Regions from separate parts of the Anas platyrhynchos genome. Here all the other regions are linked to region 3. Evidence: chromatin contacts called from public Hi-C data. All regions are on one chromosome and are shown on one strand. The core of a region is the stretch at or near the end of the contact, and the rest is flanking DNA. Distances in the headings are between cores, read along the strand shown. Region 1 overlaps TMEM135 (transmembrane protein 135). Region 2 holds the start of FZD4 (frizzled class receptor 4). Region 3 overlaps TMEM135 (transmembrane protein 135).

Region 1 (4,572 bases), core at 1,444-3,943, 97 kb after region 3:
TGTGTTGATTGTTACACATCCTCATGACTGTCTTCCAGGTGCTCTCAATGCCTGTTTACGTACGTTGGTTTCTCACAGTAGGCACCTTCCTCCTTAGGAAGGCAGTTGAATTGTAGTTTTGTCTAATTCCTCCTTTTCTGGCTGTATGATACTTATTGTTTAACTTTGTCTTTACTAAAAATATCTCATCTAAAACATCCTGAAGTTATGTTACCTTTTCCCCTCCTACGGGCAGAACTCTGGTTCCTACTCGTTCTGTGATTGTCCTCTAGCAATGAGATGATTTGCCGCTGGGAAGATGAAGATGATGCTACGTATTTATTAGTCAGCAAAAGCAGATGTGAACACTTCACAAGTATGCTATTAGTTATGCTCATTACCTATGCTTATCTTGAATTTAAGATCTTTTTCCCAAAATAGCAAAAGCTTGCAGGGTTAGGCCCTATCTCCAATAAAAGACCAACTTTCTGGGATTTTCCAGTGACGTGTCCATTTTGTGTGAGGTAGGTCTTTGATGGAGACACAAGAGTTAATTTCAGTTGACTTGCTGTGTGTCTGTGGCCCAGCAGAGGCAGGTTGTGCTAACCCAGTTTTCAGGACTGGTTTCATCCCTGCTCTTTGCAGTAGGACCCACTCACCCATGCGCAGTGTGATGGTGACATGGACGGGAGGGCTTCAGCTAGGCCACAGCTCACTTGGCAGAAAGATCCATGGGAAGCTGCTCTGATGATGTAGATGTACCCTCCAAGAGCTGTCTGCAGGACTGCCTCAAGGGGATGAAGTAAGGATGTGTTCAGTAGCAAGAAACCCCAGTGCCGTAGTTTGGTAGGAAACTCAACCGCCTTCCTTGGTAGCGATAAAAAGAAGATCCCCATCTTTGCCAGTAATAACTTCTCTCAGAAACTGGCCTCAAACTTGATACATTGCAAGAAAGCAACAAGAAAAGGCACAAGGAAAAGAATTCGTATTTGTCATATTAATTCGTGTTTGTCGTATTAATTGCTTGGGAATTTAGACATACTTTTTTCTTTGGAGTTACTGGACTGGTGGTAGCTGCAAAGATGCAGCTTGATGATGGCTGTGCTTAATGTGTTTTAGAAGCTATTCAAGAGTAGAGGTTTTCTGACTAAAAAAGAGTTAACATTAAGGATTTTCTGACATTATTTCTCAGCAACGGTGGTGATATGTTAGCATATGCAAGTGATTTGCATTCAGTCTTTGACTTATAGACCTAAAATGAGCTTTGGCTCTACCTTAGAGGTTCTGGCATGCCTTCCCTGTAGAAAATACTAGCCAGAACTTCTGGATGGCTTGTTTCTGCTTTGTTAACGTTGCTTATTTGCTTTGCCAAGTAATTTTACATTTGTAACGTTTAAGTTCTGGCTTCCTAGCGTGGTGTCAACTTTTTTATCTCAGCTAGTTAAAGGTAATAGATGTTTAAAATAGTTGAGAAATGGTGAGAGGAGATAATGTTTCTATAAAATCTCACAAACTGAACTGGGGTTAATAATACTCATTTCCATCTAGTTTGTGGGCTATTTTAAATGTTTATCATTCCCTATAAATCTTTTAAAAGGCAATTGAAGGTTAGAAATACCATACCATGCTTTCTCTACTTATATCATCTTATTCCCGCTGAAGTGGACATTAATTCTGGTTCCCAAAGTTGCATCAGGATAGTATATCGTACTTCTCAATCACTTCTGGAAGGATGAGTGTTCTTTTTAATATTGCGTATTTTTAGTTGACATTGATATTTGTGAGAGTTACTGAAACCCAGGTTCACACACAGCCCAAAATCTGCCTGAGCCGCTTTTCCTGTTGTGTTTGGGGGGATGAATTGCTGAGGAATATGCTGTGTTTAAAACTTTCCAAGCTTTTATAAGAAATTGGATGGAGGTAAAACAAGGTATAGTTCAAACTTTAGAGCCCCGTTCCCATTATCAAATATCATTGACAACTTTTTCATTGTGCTGAAATCTCATCAGTGGATGTTAAATACTCGATTAATCATAGGCTTTAGGAAAAGGCACTTCAGTCATATGTAGATGGATATTTTGATGAAGCATTCTAGAAATGGAAAAGCATGTAATCACATGCGTATTTAACATATCCATATTTAACATATCAATGAAGAACCACAACATATAGTTTCTATATGCAAATGGGGTTAAAAAAGTAGCAGAAGTTTTCTAATGTTATTTTTCGGTGGTGCAGTCTCACTGGATTGTATTTTTGGCGTGGCTGCATTTGCTCAGCTGCCTGGTTTAATTTCAGTGGTCCACTGGAGAAGTAGACTAAATGCTCATAACACACCATGACATATCTTACTTGCACAGCGTGGAAATTGAGGCTGATATTTCTTTCATTGATCTAAATGCCGTATTTTTTTTTCTGGCTGCAGTGTGTGAGTACATAGGAGTTAGCCAGCGCCCAGAGTTCTCTGTGCAGATAAAATGCAATGGAAATTCCATGCAGTCTCAAAGTTTGAAAACCAACACCCCTGAAATCAAACAAACAAGCAAAAAAGCATGACAGTGCCTCCCTCGGAAGCTGTCTGACTAACTAAGCATCATGAGATATCAATACATACATGTTAGACTTATGGTTTCTGATTTCCTGAGTTGTATTCTGTCCACATGTTCACATTTTGCACCGTGGAGGCACTGGAAATAACCCTGAGAGAAAATGAGATAAAGAGAGTGTCCTGGTTTCAGTTAGCACAGAATTAATTTTCTTCCTAGTAGCTGGTGGAATGCTGTGTTTTGGCTTAGGATGAGAAGAGTGCTGATAACACCCCGATGCTTTAATTGTTGCAGAGCAGTGCTTATACTAAGCCAAGGACATCTCAGCCTTTTGCTCTGCCCTGCCAACGGGCAGGCTGGAGGTGCAGTAAGAGCTGGGAGGGGACAGACCCAGGACAGGTGACCCAAACTAGCCAAAGGGGTATTCCATACCATCTGACGTCATGCTAAACAATATATAGGGGTGGCTAGCCGGGGGGAGGGGGCCGGACTGCTCGGGGTTAGGCTGGGCATCGGTCAGCGGGTGGTGAGCAATTGCATTGTGCATCACTTGTTTGTACATATTATTATTATTTCCCTATTATCACCATATTATTATTATTGTTATTATTGTTATTATTATTTTGTTATTATTATTTTCCTGTCTTATTAAACTGTCTTTATCTCAACTCACGGGCTTCACTTTCCATTTCTCTCCCCCGTCCCAGAGAGGGAGGGGGGAGGGTGAGCGAACGGCTGCGTGGTGTTTAGCTGCTGGCCGGGTTAAACCACGACAGAGAGGTGCTAACTTCATGAAACTCAGCCAGCCCAAGAAGTGGCACTCCGTGAGAAAGCCCAAACACTCTGGCAGTCTCCGTGTAGTGAGATTGTCAGCACTTGGCTACGGGCTCTGCACAGTAGTTGTAAGCATTGCTTATGTGTTTGCAGAGCAAAAGAATTGTAGGAGGATTTATTGAACTTGTAAACAAGAACAGCAGCAGCAGCAAACTCCCAGCAATAATTTTGGAAAGGTTATATTCATAAATACCATCTCATTTCACTAAGTTAAATTACTTAATCACAGAAAGTGTTTTGTGGCACCTAATTAAAATGAATATTACTTTCTTCACAATTTTGGGGGGATTCTGTGTTTTCCCTGGCGATTGCCCACGTTTGTGGCATGGAGTTCATGGTTTTTGCTCTTGTAAAAAAAAAAAATCAAAATCAGAAGCATTAGTTTTTTTTTTGTCGTTTTTCAGAGGCCACATTTAAGTGATTATAAGAGTAGGAAAGGATCAGAAGTCTGTTGCAAAGGTGGTGACACCCCACCCCAGAGCTGTGTCCCGTAGGCTTGGCCTTTGCGTTACATCATTCCAACTTTTACGAGCAGTTTCTCAAACTCTTTTTTTTTTTTTTTTTTTTCTGGTGATGCAACTTTCTATTTCAAATACGGCACCTGGATGTGCAGCACTAAAAATACAATCTATTGGAACAGCAGTGCAGTAATTTAAAATAAAACTATGTTAGAATAAAGCCTGTCCCCTTGCTTTTCTACAGTATAAGCCAAGGGAACTACTAAGGAGTGAAGTTGTGTAGCAGCACTGAAATGTGGTTCTCAAAATAGTGTTTTCTGAGACTATGCACAAATACTTTATTCACTTTGTGGTTCTTCAAGCAGTTTTGAGAATTTAATATGTTTTCAAGACTTCCTGTGATACTTAGGAACCTCAGAGGCGTATCTGCAGAGCACGGCATCGTGCCAGAGATGTGTGTGTAAACTCTGGGTAAACCAACGTGTTGCAGTCATTGCAAAGAAATATTATATTGCCAGAAATACAGATTTAAGTTTCAAGAAACTTCACAATGTGGTCATTTAGCTTGACTTTAGCAAGAAATGGATGCTGTCCTAATGCTTCTGGCACAGTACCTACTTATCACAACCTTGGTGATTTCTGCAGCATTTAACATTATAGACAATAAGAATATTTTTGAGTAACAGTCAAAATCTCACTCCAAGTCAATGTATTACAAATAACAATTCACTGATCTAAAAGTAATGCATAATTTT
Region 2 (4,671 bases), core at 51-2,550, 69 kb before region 3:
TTTAAAACAGGTTCACATCTTCTTTTGACAGAGAGGCACATGCCACCACAGGGACCTATAGGGATGTTAATCTTCTCTGTGCACATCGGGACATAGACTGAACAAAGGAAGAACTGGAAGAGAGAAACAGAAATCACAAGCGTGTTAGGAGAAAATTCAACAGGTCAAAACATAACAAGTTTTCCTTTTTGCCTTTTTAGCAGTAATTTTTGGTCCCTTGCCTTAAAAAACAGGAAGCAGCATAAAACAAATAAACCAAGAACAATAAAAACTTAGGAGAAAAAACCCTAAAAATGCTGCCTTCTTTCAGTTCAAGTGTGGTCCGAAGCCAAAGCCTGAACGTTTCACTCCCCAGATTAGCCCCATGCAAATTTAGCCCATCACTTTCAATAAAGCGAGTGGGATTTAGCCAGATGTAAACCTCAAGGGTGCAATTTAGGAAAGAAGAAGAAAAAAAAAAGTATATTTTAAAGCGGTTTAAACAAATACATATTTTTGTTCAAGGCACTGCCTGGATATCACGGCTAGCAAACAAACAGAAGGAAAGGCATTTACTGAATCACTTGGGTTTGTGATCCTCCTGGAAGAACGCGCTTCTCTTTCACCATCGGGCCACCGACGGGTTCGCACCGGCCATAAAACGCTGCCGCTCGCTCAGCTTTGGAAACACGGCGATTTTGGGGGGCTGTAGCCACACCGGGGGGGCTTCAGGGATTTGGGGACCCGGGGTCCAAGCTGGCTGCTGCCGTGGGGGTGTCCCTGCAGGCTGGGCACGGCAGGACCCCTTTTTTTCCCCCCTTAGGAAGCCCACACAGCGCTGCCTTGTGCTGCAGCCCGCTCCCTCCAGGTTTTGCAGCGGGGGACATGGGGGAAATGTCAGCACAACGCCCGGCTCCCGGTTCTGGAGAAGGGGGTTTGGGGAGAGATTTGGGAGTTTTTTGAGGGGTTGGGACCCACCTGGAGCTGGCTGGAGCAGCCGTACTGGATGAGGGGGGTGAAGGTGGTGAGCTGCAGCTCGGCGTCCGCCTGCAGCTCGTGGCCCACCAGGTTGGGCATCTTGGTGACATTGTAGCCCAGGTTCTGGCACATGGCGATGCGGATGGCGTCGCAGCGCCGCTCCTCCTCGTCGCCGAAGCCCCGCGTCCCGCCGAGCTGCAGGGCCAGCAGCAGGGCCAGCAGCCGCCCGGCCGCCCCCCTGCCACCACCGCCACCACAGCACCGTGCCATGGCCGAGACCCACCCCCCCCCCCCCGGCCCCCCACCTGCCCCCGGCCCCGGCTCCGGCCCCGGCCGCGCCGTGCCGCCCGGGCCGGCTCCAACGGGGAGGGGCCGGGGGCGGCTCTGCTCTTAAACCGCCGCGCCGAGAAACTGCCCAGGGGAGGGGACGGCGCCTCCCCGAGCCCCGGCCTCCTCCCAGCCTCCCGGGGCGGGCACAGCCACAGCCCCGGCCCGGGGGGAGAGCCCCGCTGGGTGCCCTGCGGAGCCCCCCCCGGAGCCACCCCGGAGCCCCTCGGCCCTGCGGAGCCTCAGGAGTTTTCCCCCTCCTTCATGCGCGGCGACCCCGCTGTGAGCAGCGAGCGGCCCTGCCATGCCTCCCCCCGGGCTCGGTGACCCGGGGATGGGTCCCCGATGTCCCCACACCGGTGGAGGGCAGCGGCAGGGCCTGAGAGGGGCACCCCGAGGTGCCCAGGCTCAGGCCTGGCTCCCCAGGGGCAGGCTGGGCTGAGCCATCAGCCTCCTCTCCCTCCTCTCCTTCCTCGCCCTCGCCAGGCCACAGGGCAGGTCTCCAAGCTGCCACCTTTTCTCCCAACACCTCCTCCACCCGTAAATCTGGTCACACCTGGGTGGTGGTGGACCTTCAAGGGGAGAGAGAAACCTAGGGTGCCTTTCCAAGCACTTCGTGGTGTTGGTATATCTCTCCTAAACACAGATGTAGAGTTTGTGTGCCTCTCCTAAATATATAAGGATGTAGAGTTTGAGCACCTCTCCTAAACACACAAGGATGTAGGGTTTGTGTGTCTCTCCTAAGCATGTATGGATGTAGGGTTTGTGAACCTCTCCTAAACACATACGGATGTAGGATTTATATACCTCTCCTAAACACATATGGGTGTAGGGTTTGTCTACCTCTCCTAAGTACAGATGTATGGTTCATGAATTTTGAAGGGAAATTGAGCAGAGCTGTAGGGTGTCCCCGGGATTAAGAGCAGACACATGAGGCTCACACTTCAACTCAGCGTTGTTTACACCTGTAATAAAATCGGGTTGGGCTGGTTGTGCCTTTAGCAAAAATATGTCATCTATTAATGAAATTGTTTGTAAAGCGCTTTGAAAATGTTTGTAAAGCCCCGGTTAAATGACCTCTGGCTTGGCTGTGTGTGTGTGTGTACAGTGTGTGACATATGTGGGTGTCCCGAGCACGGCCATTGCCAAGAGCCGTGCATCCATATGTGTGTGGCCGTGCTGCAATGAGTGGTCTCCTTCTAGCATGAGGTGTTTTAACCAAGGTTTCATGAGCACAGGTATTTACAAAGCTCTCATCACCGTGATAGTTTATAACCAGTTCTGATAAACAATGACTGCAGTCTTACAAAATCCTCGCGAGGCAGACAAGTCATATTATCTTAACTTTTTAAACACAGAGGCAGACAGTGCTGCAGTCCCAAGGTCGTGCAATGAGGCTACAATGTAGTCAGCAGCTCAGCCTGTTGAGGTCCATATTTACTCATAAGCATTGCCTTCTGTGACTAGCAGCGCTCCACTGCTAATCTCGGTCGGCGATAATGCTGTGAATGCACACAGTGTGCTGCAAATGTCCGCCAAGCTGTTCCCAGCCCCACCAAGTTTATGATCTGAATCAGACGGGAATGGGTGCTGGACATTCTGTAGTTCATACAGGCAAACACTCAAAAAAAAAAAAAATAAAATAATCCCATGAGAGTCTCTGCCTCCTGCTTTTTTGTTTTGGTTTGGTATGTTCTGTTTTGGTCCAAATTATGTAGGAAAGATGACTGGAGGGAGGAGGATCATGGTGACCTTAAAACTATGAATCTTCATCTTACTATATGAAAAGCCTTTTCATTTGCAGTCTTCTGCAGCAATTAGGCACTGAAGCAGCGTTGGCTGCTACCAGCGTAGACCTTTGCCTAATTCCCATTAATCAATTTGCCTGCTACCTATTCCTCTGCCAGTGGATCCAGTCCTTTGACTCAAAAGAGGGACAGGGGGACATTTTAAAGCTGCAGTGGTACACAAGTATTGTTTTAGAAAAAGAACCATCATATGCCCCCTCCAAAAAGAAATAACTACCACTATTGCTTTTTCTTTGGGAACACAAAATAAATATTAGAAAGTGCTACGCTGTTATATTTGCTTTGGAAAGTCTTTTAGATAATGGGAATTAGTTTTCAAAACAAGAGCACTGGCAAATCATACCAGCGGTCTGAGTTAGAAAAAATGGCAATTGCCCTGCTTTGAACCTTATGCACATATTAACAGTGATTAAATGTCACCATGATAAGCATGTACATAATAGTTTCTTTAAACAGATCAAAGTAAGAAACCTCCTGGATAGTGGGTTTATAGATTCTTAGATTGCTGGACAGTTGTGAGATTCTGGCCTGAATCCTGTACAGCACAAGCCCTGTTAGTTCCTTGTTTATTGTTTGAATTACAGAATATCTTTTTTCTCAATAAATCTGATTTTGAGGTTGCCTTCATTAAAGCATCAGCAACTACCTTTCTACAAAGCTCTAAGCATCATTTATTGTGGCCACCAATAATTATATTGGGTTTCTAGTCTGAGTTATCTTCGGCTCTGACTTTTGTTATATCTTTACCAACCAGGTTGAGAAGTCATGGAGATTAGCCCTGTAGGTAATGTCAGCTTGTTATTAAGTCACCCTTTGGCCTTTTTGCAGTAAGCAAAATAGATTGAACTTGCCGAGTTTCTTACTGTAAGGCATCTTTTCCAAAGCCTTGACCATTCTTTTGATTTTAAAGGAGTGAGATTTGAGCCTGCTGTTTGGAAAGCACTTTCAGCCCAAACCATCCTGCCTACCTTTAAGTCTTGAAGGAATTATCTGACTTAATTAGTGAGTCTAAGCACCCTCGGCCCCTTTAGAGACAGCTAAGATAGGCAGACACTTGCAGAGGGCAACTGACGTTGTAGGAATTACATGAATATACAATCTTACTTATAATCTATTATCTTGTTAATAAGTAATATTATCTATTACTTATAATCTATTATCTTATCGTAGACTGGAAGCTGGCAAATGTTGTGCCGATTTTCAAGAAGGGTCAGAAAGAAGACCCTAGCAATTACAGGCCTGTCAGTCTCACATCAGTGCCTGGTAAAATCATGGAGAAGATGGTTCTCGAACGTATTGAGGCGCACCTGGGGGACAAAGCAGTCATTGGTCCCAGCCAGCACGGGTTTGTGAAGGGTAGGTCCTGCCTAACTAACCTGATTTCCTTTTATGATAAGATCACCCGTATGGTAGACCAAGGGAAACCAGCTGATGTGATTTTTTTGGACTTCAGCAAGGCTTTTGACACGGTTTCCCATAGGATCCTACTGGACAAAATGTCCAGCATACAGCTAAATAAAAACATCATACGATGGGTGAGCAATTGGCTAACGGGCAGGGCCCAAAGGGTTATGGTGAA
Region 3 (4,445 bases), core at 779-3,278:
AATCCAGCTTCGTTTTGGCTGTACCTTTGTTTACTCCAAGCAAGAAATGTAAAGAACAAGTATTGTGCTCCTATGGCTTGAGCTACTTGGTCCAGAAGCAAGCAAAAACGCTGAAGCACAGATCCGCAAAGAAATCCCCTTGGATCTAATGGAGAAATGAGTTTCCAGCGCTCTTTAGTCACAGCTTAACTCCAGGTATTTGTATGCTTTCTTACAGGATGGAAGTCATAGCAATTCAAAATACCGCTAAATCTTCATGCTTTGCAGTATTTAAAAAATCAGAACCAGTAGTCTAGTTTAAGATGCGTGGTATACTTCGGCAGCAAACAAAGCTTAGCTGCAGTATAGTGTAATATAAAAAGTGGTTAGAATGTTTGAGGCCAAGGGCCCTCCAATATCACTTTCCATGTACACTAAATTTGTTGTTACTGTTTTGTGCCTTGTGGGGAAGGAACACAAGAAGGGGCAGAGACTTGCTATGGCAAGAGAAGCAGCAACAACAACAGAAATCTACTTTTAGGCTGTGCTGTTGCTGATTCCATTTGCCTAAAGGCAAAATGGAAATATTGTAAATGAAGATAATTGCATACAAAAAGTACTGTGCCACTGAACATTCCGGAGTGATTTTACTAACCAGCTTATCAGGTGCTTTCTGTACAAACTTGCAAATGAGTTGTTATGAATGTTTCAGTACCTTGTGCCTGTTACAATTAAATGTATGATACTGTGAAAATACAGATCGAAGTTTTTTTCCTTGAGTAATGTGCGGTATGACTATAAAATCACATTTATGTTGTGTAACTTGCAAGTCTTTTGAGAAATTGTTACCTAATGCTGTTATATACTATAAAACATTATATACCAAATTAGCAATATCCTTAAAAATAAGGTCTTGTCACTTTTTTCAACGACAATTCTGAGGAATAATAGGTATTTGAAATATCCCATTTGTTTTGGCAGGCCATTATATTTGGTTACACAGTTTATTTACTGTAACACAAAAAAATGTTTTCTATTTAAACTTACTAAATTGACATTTTATAAACAAGGCACCAACTCCTTTTCCATTGGGAACAACAGTTTTAATCAAAAGATGAAGACAATGCAGGCTGAAGAAGGCCAGATGGATTTACATTTACCCAATAAATATTTTAGAGTTTTTAGAAGCTCTGGTTTCTAGGAAAATGGATTTTCCCACTCCCTTCTCTTTTTAGGTTATTAAAGTTTTGTTGTGTGCTTTCATGGTATTTCTTTTTTATTAACATTATACAAAGACTGCTGGGATGGGGAAGCTCACCTCTCTATTTAGTTTATCAACTGAGGTATGAATACACAGATTTTTATTTTTTTAACTTTTCTAACATCTAAGAAGTAACCTCTATAACTGAAAATGCATCAAATAAATGCTTGAGACACTTGTCTCCTTGGAGTGTAGCTGTCTTTCTGCCACCATCTTTCTTGGTTTGTCATGGTTAACTGCGGCCCTCTTTTGAGGCAACAGCGGCTTTGGTTACAGCAGCTGGCAGGGACCACGTATATTTATTCTCTAATGTGGCCCAGACTAGATAGCCTTTTCATTCCTTCCATTATTAGCTTTTGAGTTGATACTGTGGCAATTTAAGTAGAACCATTGCTTAGTTCCTCCTTATGTGCAAAAAGAAAGAAAAAAGTACTATAACTTTTTTGTTAGAGTAGCAAAATTATTATTTTCTCAATATTATAATGTATTGGTAGAAAAGCATGAATACTTAAATATTCTGCTTTTGACTTCCTAATTAACTTAGAGGAAAAAGCGCAGTATGAAAGCTTGCAAGGAAGCTCTCTGCTTTTCCTCATTGGAAACCACGCCGAGGTAGAGCTCCGGATCCTAGGGCCAGGCCTGGCTGGAGGAAGACAAACCCCTGATGTTGTGGTAGTGCTCTCAACTGAGGTACGTGTCTGTCACTGCTGCCTGCGTAAGGGAGGAGCAGAAAGGTCAGTATTTAGTGTTGTCTGAAAAGAAGTTTCAAGGACTCATGGCATAATTTCTGCTGTTGCATGGACAAACTGCCTCAGATAATGATGTGCTGCTGGCTGTAGTTGATAAAGGCTTAACTTCTAACAGGCGTGTCAAAACTCGTTTTAGTACTAACAAGAAACCAGTCTTCTCTAGTGTCAAGTTAGACATCGATATCAACTCAGCAGTGTTTTTTCTGAAGCTACAGTTTTAATATGTGTGCTCTAACACATCTTAATTTTGAAGCTCACTTGACAGGCCTGATTCCCCGCTTCTAACAATAGCATTTTGGACATTGGGAGGATTTGTTTACTTCCATTTGTATCAGGTCACGCGACGTTCTTTGATAAGACCTGCCTTTTGTTGAGGAATGGTATTTTTCTGCTGTTCCATCATCTGCATTTAATAGGAAAGCTTCTTTCCTAACTTCTGTTTCTTTAATGCCTGGAGCTTACTGGAAAAAGGGTGTAGAAGAAGAGCTTGCATCTTTTTAATTTTATAGAGGACATAATCAGATGGAGCTCATCTGACATTTATTCTGTGGCCTTCATATCACATACTCTGTTTTAATTGTGTTTCTGCTGTTGTGTCATTCTCTCAGCATCCCCAGGGTACAGTTCAAGAAAAGATGCTGTTAATACCATGTGCCAATTGTAGACTGGAGTGAGAAAGTAAAGAAAATGTTAAATGTAGTAGCAGGAAAAGGATGAAATGTTTTTTATTAAGATGTTAATATCATCACATAAAAAAGGAACATAATCTTGCGAGTAGTTTGGAGGAATATGAAGTTACTCAAAAGAAATGGTTACTCTTTAATGCCTGACAGTAATGTTCAAATCTATTCCACAGGCACCTAAGCAGAAGAAAATTTTTACCCTTTCATGGAATCCTTGAGTTTATTTTGGTGACTGTGCAGGGAAGTGTATTGTATGATCAACATTTCCAAGCTCCTTGCTTAGAAATTAAATGCAGATGTTTTCAAATAATCAAAGACTTAGGCATGTTTTATTCTAGTAGATAAATGCTCAAAACACTTTCCAAAATTTTTATTTTGGAATTCAGAATTAGATGCCATAAATGGGTAAGCTATATACTTTACACATATCATGTTCTGTGGGATAGGCAGTTTGGCAACCAAAACAGGCAAATTGAAATAAATTGCTACTTTTAAATATAAACTTTACATAAAACTCATATGAGAAGAGAAATATGCTGCAGTCTTACTCTCCTTCAAATAGAGCATAATGTGGACTAATTTGATTAACAGAATACTTCACGTAATCAAATTATGGATAACTGATGGCTCTCTAGGATGGCTTTAAAAGGTTGAAACTTAAGGTCATTGTCACTAACCCCACGTGAAGTCTTTAGGAGGCAGGCTTTAAAATTAGGAGTCATGTGAACTTAAACACTGCTGATGTCTTCACTTTTAAGTAATACAGTAATAAAGTTAGATCCTGGCAGCTGGCGCTCTTGTGGATTGACATGGCTAATTGGCTCTGGCATCTTAGCCTCAGGAAACCTCATCCATCACTTCAGAGCAGGACGTTTGGCAAGAGTCAGAGAAAACATTTAATACTTTGTCTCTTGCTTTCTATGCAAAGCTGCTTTGCATTTTTGAGCTTTCCAGTGTATCTTGTTAAACGCTCAATGCAATACTTATTTTTACGCTCCTTTAACGAGATCTTTTACAGTGAGCAGCTACTTGTTTGACTTTCTAGAATTACCCAAAATGTCAGTATTACAAATCTGTTTTGAAACTTCTCTCTCAGATAAAACTTCTGTCTTTTTTATCTTATGCAAAATTCTGTATCAGAAATACTGTTAATGTTAGATGACTTTTTGCTAGTCAGTAACTGGGATTAAAGGAATGTTTAACTTCAGGTTATGAAGAGCTCCCAGACACCCATCCCTAGCATGAATAGCATTTCTGATTTTTAGAATTACTGTAGGTGAGAATTTGGTAGATTAAAAAAGATGGGTCAGGAGATTTTTCAAGGCTTCCTAGCAGGTGTAATCCAAGTAGTGTTTGAGGAGAGCTGAGGGTTTTCCTGATGAGAGGAAAGGGTTTAAGAAGTCTCCTGGGGGAGGCTTGTGGGAGCAGGAGTCTCTTACTCTCCCTACGCCCCAACAGTCTCAGCAGTCCTCTCCCCTTCTGCCAGCTCTTTACATTGTCAGGCAACCACATTTCTTCTTCGAGGTTTGAAGAAATAGCCTTCAGCCCCTCCTGGGCTCATCCTAGCTGCCCTCTGGCTGCTGAGCTGAGGCACAAGGCAGGAGGGGAAGGCATTTGTGAGCTTGCAGGCCTTTTGGGGAACCATTTATATGACCTTTTCTTAGGTACTATATTTATGAGAAACACAACATTTAGTCAGCCTTCTCTTGTTGGGGTGCAGAGGAAATGTGGAAGGACATTTGCCCCTACTCAGAGACGAGCTGGCTCTGAGCA

The links. Hi-C and Micro-C count contacts between places; a contact is called where the count stands out from the background.
Region 1: a Hi-C map of F5 follicle shows a contact between it and region 3, with 2.6 times the contacts expected there. The contact joins two enhancer-like sites. A contact is called at or near these places in 2 of 8 Hi-C or Micro-C datasets (F5 follicle and small yellow follicle).
Region 2: a contact with region 3 is called in a Hi-C map of F5 follicle, with 2.8 times the contacts expected there. The contact joins the promoter of FZD4 here to the enhancer-like site in region 3. A contact is called at or near these places in 3 of 8 Hi-C or Micro-C datasets (F5 follicle, small yellow follicle and subcutaneous adipose tissue).

What each region holds. Positions count from the first base shown.
Region 1 is chr1:199,145,597-199,150,168 of IASCAAS_PekinDuck_T2T, reverse strand. All of the region lies in intron 6 of TMEM135 (transmembrane protein 135), which reads left to right. Among named protein-coding and RNA genes, the nearest start is that of TMEM135, 150 kb to the left of the region's middle. Within about 2 kb of position 2,693, at least 2 of the 8 cell types and tissues checked have an H3K27ac peak or open chromatin away from gene starts, as enhancers often do. A contact at or near this core is called in F5 follicle and small yellow follicle, where this site is marked.
Region 2 is chr1:199,310,805-199,315,475 of IASCAAS_PekinDuck_T2T, reverse strand. FZD4 (frizzled class receptor 4) reads right to left here and starts at 1,300. Exons shown (of 2, transcript XM_005027767.6): 1 at 958-1,300; 2 at 1-113. The coding sequence starts at 1,227.
Region 3 is chr1:199,242,479-199,246,923 of IASCAAS_PekinDuck_T2T, reverse strand. All of the region lies in intron 4 of TMEM135 (transmembrane protein 135), which reads left to right. Among named protein-coding and RNA genes, the nearest start is that of TMEM135, 50 kb to the left of the region's middle. Within about 2 kb of position 2,028, at least 4 of the 8 cell types and tissues checked have an H3K27ac peak or open chromatin away from gene starts, as enhancers often do. A contact at or near this core is called in F5 follicle and small yellow follicle, where this site is marked.